Linked DNA regions of Mus musculus: region 1 is linked to region 2. A link is a contact called in public Hi-C data. All regions are on one chromosome and are shown on one strand. The core of a region is the stretch at or near the end of the contact, and the rest is flanking DNA. Distances in the headings are between cores, read along the strand shown. Region 1 has its middle 67 kb from the start of Gm52888. Region 2 holds the start of Slc25a13 (solute carrier family 25 (mitochondrial carrier, adenine nucleotide translocator), member 13).

The links. A called contact is a pair of places that touch in the nucleus more often than the background predicts.
Region 1: a contact with region 2 is called in a Hi-C map of liver, with 4 times the contacts expected there. The contact joins the enhancer-like site here to the promoter of Slc25a13 in region 2. A contact is called at or near these places in 3 of 39 promoter capture datasets (liver and second pharyngeal arch cranial neural crest), 3 of 484 Hi-C or Micro-C datasets (liver and nephron progenitors) and 2 of 115 datasets of contacts at active chromatin or transcription factors (bone marrow-derived macrophages and embryonic stem cells).

The regions. Positions count from the first base shown.
Region 1 is chr6:6,455,884-6,459,369 of GRCm38.p6, reverse strand. No RefSeq gene overlaps it. Among named protein-coding and RNA genes, the nearest start is that of Gm52888, 67 kb to the right of the region's middle. Within about 2 kb of position 2,184, at least 4 of the 459 cell types and tissues checked have an H3K27ac peak or open chromatin away from gene starts, as enhancers often do. A contact at or near this core is called in liver, where this site is marked.
Region 2 is chr6:6,215,823-6,219,170 of GRCm38.p6, reverse strand. Slc25a13 (solute carrier family 25 (mitochondrial carrier, adenine nucleotide translocator), member 13) reads left to right here and starts at 1,998. Exons shown (of 18, transcript NM_001177572.1): 1 at 1,998-2,175. The coding sequence starts at 2,161.

The DNA of each region.
Region 1 (3,486 bases), core at 935-3,434, 240 kb before region 2:
AGAGAGAGAGAGAGAGAGAGAGAGAGAGAGAGAGAGAGAGAGAGAGAGAGAGAGAGAGAGAGAGAGAGAGAGAATCTTCCTACCTCCTTACCTGCCCACCCCCCACCCTCACCCCTCACACTTCGCAGGTTCACAGAAGAAGTCACACACCTCCCATCTGTGGAATTTCTAGGAGTCTTTTTTTCTCCTTGTAATTGAATGTGACTCAGTTGTTCTGGGTCCCCATAATACAAGTGGTGAGAACGGGAACAGGTCGCCTAATCCCGCTGACATTGTCGCCTGTCAGCACCTCTTTATTTCTCTCTTTAAAGGCTCAACATGTTTTGATTTACAATCCACGCTAAGATAACTGCAGGTGCCCTCTTTAAAAAGCAAGGTTAACTCACCTGAGATGAGTTCTTTTATTGCAAACAAAAGCAACACATGAGCAGGAAATACAATTAATACAGGTGGTTCCTCCCCTCCTCCCGAAACTTAGCAAATGCCTGCTGTCTTGAAAGGGGAAAGCAATCGTCACCATTGCCTGGGGGTCTCTTTCACACTTTTCCAATAAAGGATTTGAATTGGAATAGGTTTGAAACAAAAAGGAAAAGACTTCTGTGCAGGACCATATACAAGGGGCTATAAATTGTTTAAGGACTTAGGTTATTCAGGGGTAAAGAGTTGACCAAAATTGACCCTCTCATTGAAGTTCAGTGAACCGCCTGTCAATGAAAGCATTGGGTCTTATACTGGATGCATTTTCAGGCTGTAGTCTTGACAAAAAGGGCTTTTTTGTTGTTGTTGGTGGTGGTTTGTTTGTTTGTTTGTTTTTGTGAAGGTAAGGCAAACTTTATAAGAACTTGTCATTTGATTCTCTAGGAAATATAGAATGCATCTATTAATTCGAGGCAAGCGTTTGATTCTGTTGGTAGAGGCAGGTGAGCTAGTTCCAGGATGCTTAAATTCAGGGTTCCCTGACTTGGAGGCTGACAGATCACTGCTTTCAAACTTAACCCAGTGAGAATACTTTTACTTTGAAATAGAGATCAAACTCTTTCATGGTTGCTGAGGTTGTTTGCTGTTCCTGTTAAGAAATGTCAGGAGGCAGAGGCAGGTGGATTTCTGAGTTTGAGGCCATCCTCGGCTACAAAGTGAGTTCCAGGAGAGCCAGGGCTATACAGAGAAACCCTGTCTCGGGGGGGGGGGGGGGGAATTGACCAAAAAGGAAATCAAGCAAAATAAAAGCTGCAGCCCTACCAGTCGGCCACATTTCATGAATTTTGTGTAAAGAAAATTAAGAAGAAAAGCAAAAGTATGGGGGGTACGGGGTGTCATAGACTTTAGGCCTGATAAACAATTACATTCAATTTGTCAAGCATATTACATTTTTTCCTATCTAATGACTTCTCTAAGCCCATGCCGTATCTTTCACCACAGTTCAAAGTTTAACTTGAAAAGATTTGCTAGACAAAGTGCAACTGTTCAGCCTTGGCTGGAATCTTTCTAATATGGATTGAGCCAGAGGTCCAGATTCGGAAGTCTGCCACCCTGATCCTCCCTCTGACAATCAATCCCCTTCCTCCCCAGAGCACCCACGCAAAGCCTGGCTTCCCACAGATGCTTTGGAGCTAGCCACATTTCCTGAGTGCCAGTGGCAAATTTACCTGCTCTGCACATGACAAGATGACAGGGCTGCATGCTCCATTACATCTGCTCCTCTTTTTAAGTAATTGCCTTAGATCTTGCCAAATTACATGCTAGTTTTCTCAGGCAAGCTAATTCTGATGAGGACGGAGGTGCTAAACTTTTATGAATGACCACAGCCTGATGGCTTTCCCTGTCTTCCTTTTCCAGAATCTACTCTTTTATGACCCAATTACAAACGGCCAGAGAACCCTAACTCTGCTAAATCCCAGCACTCCAGAACATTACATCTCCTTCAGGATTGTCTATATGGAAAACCACTTCCCCGTGTTCTGATTTTCATATCACACAGAGTGCCACTTTAGAGCATCCCTGATACTTTATACAAGTAAAAGCAACAGAGGAGTTAAGTACACTCACCAGCTTTAGCAAGTAAAAATTCAACATGCCTGGTTAAATCGAAGTTTCAGATAAACAATGAATTATCTGTTTGTGTAAGTACGCCTCATGTAATATTTGAGACACAGTGATGCCAAAACCTGCTTTTTTTATCTGAAACTCCAATTTAGCGGGGCTCCCTCTATTTTATCTGGCAAGCCTGGAGTAGAATAAGCCAAAACTGATCTCTATCACTGAGTTTTCTAACTAAATGTTTTATTGGGAAATTAAGGAATGAGCTATGTTTTGATTTTTTTGTACTCGGGAAATATAAAACGGATTTGTTTAAATAATAGGTAAAACTGAGATACTACTGGCAAGAGACTGTGAGTTGGATGGGAATCCCGTGCCCTTTTCACATTCCATAAAAACATAATTTTTCCTGTGCATACAAATATGAAAACCTCATTGTTTTCTGCTTGAGTTAGCATTTGTTATTTTTTGTTCATGACCCCCTCAGACGCTTTCCGTTACCCGAGTCATCTGCAGCCGGTCAGAGCTGGTGAAGCCCTCTGAGAACTCCAAGTGGAGGGAACCGGTTTAATGAAAACCAACTCACTTTGAGGAAGAAGGGCTCTGCGCCTGAAACTGGACTGCCAACACTCAGAGTATTAGAAATGAGCATCGTAGATCATTTTCTGAGTCCAAGAAAGACGTGCTAAGGATAATGTCTTCTCTAAGTCACATTTGCAAACCCCAAGTGTTCTCCTCTTTACTTGAATGGTTTAGTGTTATTAGCAAAACGGTTACAAAGCTATCTAGCGAATCTTCTTAGGATTTCTTCACTGCACATTTTATATTAGAAGCCAATCAGGAAATGTGATGTAAGTTGTTTTAACAGTAAAATGTTTCAGTTTTATGCATTCTGATGTTCAGCCTACGTGAGAATTGAAATGTTTCTCATTTTTATAAATCACGTTTTATTATCTTTCACGTTGATCTCAGTAATTTTATCTTTTTCTCCCTTACTCTTAAAATAGAGTTCAAATTGGTAAAAGAATGTTGGTTATTCTTATATGGTGGAACAGAGTTTTATTATTAGGCAAAGACTGAGTCTGTGTTGAACCTAATGTTACTGTTATAATCTGAAGTTTTCGAAGTAAAACGTTTTTCTTTTTAATTGTCTTGATGATATGTGGGACAGTCACAGTTGTTTCTGGTGCTCTAAAAGAAAACATGTTTATTAACAGGCAATTCTTCTTAGTAAACATGGCAAAATTTAAGTCCTGGGTCTACTGTCTAATTTTATCTTTATCTACTTGCCTAAAATGATCCGTATTATTTACTAAGTATTTATTCAATGGCTGTGGGAAAACACCAAATTAACTGTTCAAATATCCAATATAAACATAAATAAAATTCATATATCTGCATATGTGTGTATATCATCATTTAAGAGAAGAGTCTGTTATTTACCATACC
Region 2 (3,348 bases), core at 749-3,248:
AGAGAAGGCATCAATGCGACATGTCACTTATGTCATTGTGAGAATTAACTGAGAATGAAATAACTTAAACTCAAGTTTACAATCTATTTTTACAGTATGATGTGTTTAGTGGGTTAAAAGATGTCTACTTCGTAGGTCCTATTGATCATATTCCTTTTTATGACAGAAAGCTCAGAAGTGGGATTGAGGATTGGAGGTGGGGGCGCGAGCTTGGATTCTCTGAGTGGTCTCTCACTGTTAAATGCCATTGAAAGTGCTTTTTCATGTTTGTTTCTTGTGGGCAAGATCTTATCATGTATCCCAGGCAGCCTTGAGCTTTCCCAACCATCCAAATTCTAGAATAGCCTTACAGATGGTGCCACCATGACTTTCTAAATGGGAGACAGGGAGATTACAGACAGCAGTGAACTCACACTCCAGAAGCAGAGTTAGAGAAAAACGGGATGCTCACTGTCTCCTGAGACAGGAGCACCGCGAGCCCTCGGGAAGGCAAATGCTTCTTTCTTGGGCTTTTCATACACTAGACAGAGTCCTGTCTCACTCCAACCCATCTTGTTGGAATATTCTGATAGTTTAGTCCTGACTCATGCCCAGTGTTATCATACCAGTGTTAGCCTGGTTCATGTTGCTACCACACAGTGCCTGAGAGTAAGGCTAAAAACGTATTCCTCGTAGTTGTCACCCTGGCTATGGACTCTAGGATCACAATTTCAACAAGTCAAGGTCTTGTCTCTGTTTCCGAGATGTTTCTCTGAGTACTGTATCTTCCAGAGAGAGGAAAGCTCTAGCTTCGCACGGCAGAGGACAATGAGAGTAGACTTACTTCTATGAGCTTGTTTCTTCTCTTTCTTTTTTGACACGTCTCCTTATATAGATAAGGGTGGCCTGGAACTCTTGGTTCACCAGCTCTCACCTTTCTGGAGCTGAGAATGGAAGGGTTACAAGCCCCTTTTTATGAAGCCATTGATGCAGACCTTAGGGCAGAGCCCATAGGACTTGAGTGTTTCATACTCCTGATTTAGTTTCTAACTTGTGAATCTGGGATACATTATGGCAACTGAGTGGAACCCTAACGACATTAGTACTTACAGTATACTGATTCCAGCCTTAGAAGGCACCTTCAGGTCTTTCCTGTTGCCCATACTCTTCCTCCAGCAGTCCCTAAATTTAGGTTGCCTTCTCTGACTAAACCCTTGGGTTCCTCAGCAATTCTGGGTCTCCTGTCTCCTCTCATTCGTCATGGTTGGAGCATCTCTTGCTATCTACGCATTGGACTGACAGTCTTACCTCAGGAGTAATCTCTGAGAGCCTTTCCTGTTTTCATTGTTCTTATGGTGTCCTGAGAGCAAACAATAGCTCGTAGGGTTTTTTTTTGTTTTTGTTTTTTTGTTTTTTTTTTAAGTTTGTCACCTCTTTGAGGCCTTGACCTCTTTTGTCCTCATATAGTTGTTGCAAAATAGAGTTGTTACAAATGTGTGTTCTATACCATATTCAAGAGTTTATCAAGTTAGAGCCACAAAGGAGGCTAGTCACCTGCTTGTTATCTTTTCTTCTATTAGTCAATACTTCAGGGATTTCATGATGGCATTAAAGTGGGGTCCATCTTGAAGCAAAAACCAAGGTGAATCTGGCAAGAACCTGACCCAATGTGTGCATCTATGAGAGTATGTATGTCAACGTCCAGGTGTTGTGTGGTAACCACTCTTACTTGGCTCTCTCATGGACACTGACCTAGCCAGCCCTTGGCCTCAGCCCAAGCTGCAGCTTCAGCTCACCAAGTCCCCGGTCTTTTGAGACAGTGGCTTGCATTTCTCCCTTGCCCCCGGGGTATACACGACAATGGCTACTAAAGCTGGACAGCACAGTCTGAGTCACGTGTCCTGGCCCCTCAGTAGCTCCCATACTGAGGCCCTCCCTGGCTACAGGGCAGAGGCCTTTAGATCACGCGCGCCCGGGAGGCCCTGGCCGGGCCCAGCCAATGGGCTGACGGCACCCGCATGACCCGCGCCAGGAGGGCGTGGGGAAGCAGGCCAGGCGCGCACGCTGCCGGGCAGAATCACCGCCCCCACCTCTGCTCGGGACGGGAAGTGAGTCGCCGGGGTCCCCGGTGCAATCCAACCAGAGAGCAGGTCTCAAAGCCGCCTGTACCCCGGCCGAAGCATGGCGGCCGCCAAGGTAAGAACGGCGGGCCGGGGCGATCTGGAGCCCAGAGGGGTCCAGCCGGGGTAGTAGATGCGAGGTTCCACCTTGCAGCTGAGGGAGGAAGGGGCACAGGGGACTGCACTTGTGGCCGCGTGGGTACCGCGGCCCGATCGTGCTACAGAAACTTTGCCAGCCGGACACTCCCACTTGGTCTGGCCAGGAGCGGTGTCCCGCGGGACCGAGCCCTGGCCAGCAAGGAGGAGCGCGCGAATGGGGCCAGGTAGCCTGGGGCAGGGAAGAGCCCAGGGACACACAAACCCTTCTGCTACTTTGGGGTTCTCCTGCTTCTGACCCGACTGTTGTTGACCTGAGTTTCTCCTTCCAGGGGCCCCAACTGGGCCTGAAGCCTATCCTATTACATTTCAAGGGTTCCGCCCTCCCGCTGGTAGGGAAGTCACCTTGACTTCCGTTTTGGAAACTGGGAGACTTGGCCTGCGTCTGTGCGCAGCTAGCCCTGGACCCTTCCCCACCCCCACCCCCACCTCCCATCTTCCATCCTTCCCCTTTCTCTCTCCATCTGACAACACTTACAAGGCAGCCTCTGAGCCTCAGAGAGGCTTCTTTTTGAAAATGACAAAACAGATTGTGCTGGGAGCATGTCACTCCTGTGAAGTTCTACTTAAAAGGAATTCTGTGTAATGTGAATCGTTCACGAACCCAGGGAGAAGGCAGCTCTGACAGGTTGACCTTTCCTCTTTCACCGGTTCTTCAAACCTGCACACCATTTCAGCCTCTCTGGACTGCATTTCAACTTTTCTGGCAGAATACCATATTCAGTCCCAATCACTCGAGTCATTGGAATTTATTGCTTTTAATTTTAAGTTCACGAAGGCAGCCCTTTAATCAAGCCTATACAACTTCTTAGATCATTTTAAGTGCAGTGAACTTAAATATACCCAACATTTCAAACATTTGTCCTTAATCAAAACTCTGTGATAACCCTGAAGAGGAAAACATGGCCACCACATCATATTCTGATTTATTCAGGCAAACTAATCACATTTGCAATGGAAATTGTAAGCAGACAAATATATTTAAATAGTGTTCTATGACTAGTCTCTCCAGGCTCCCCAAATCCTCAGTTTTCTTGTTCCTAGACTCAGTGCCTTAAGTGGCCTTCCTTCCTCTGTAACCCTCAGGAGTGTG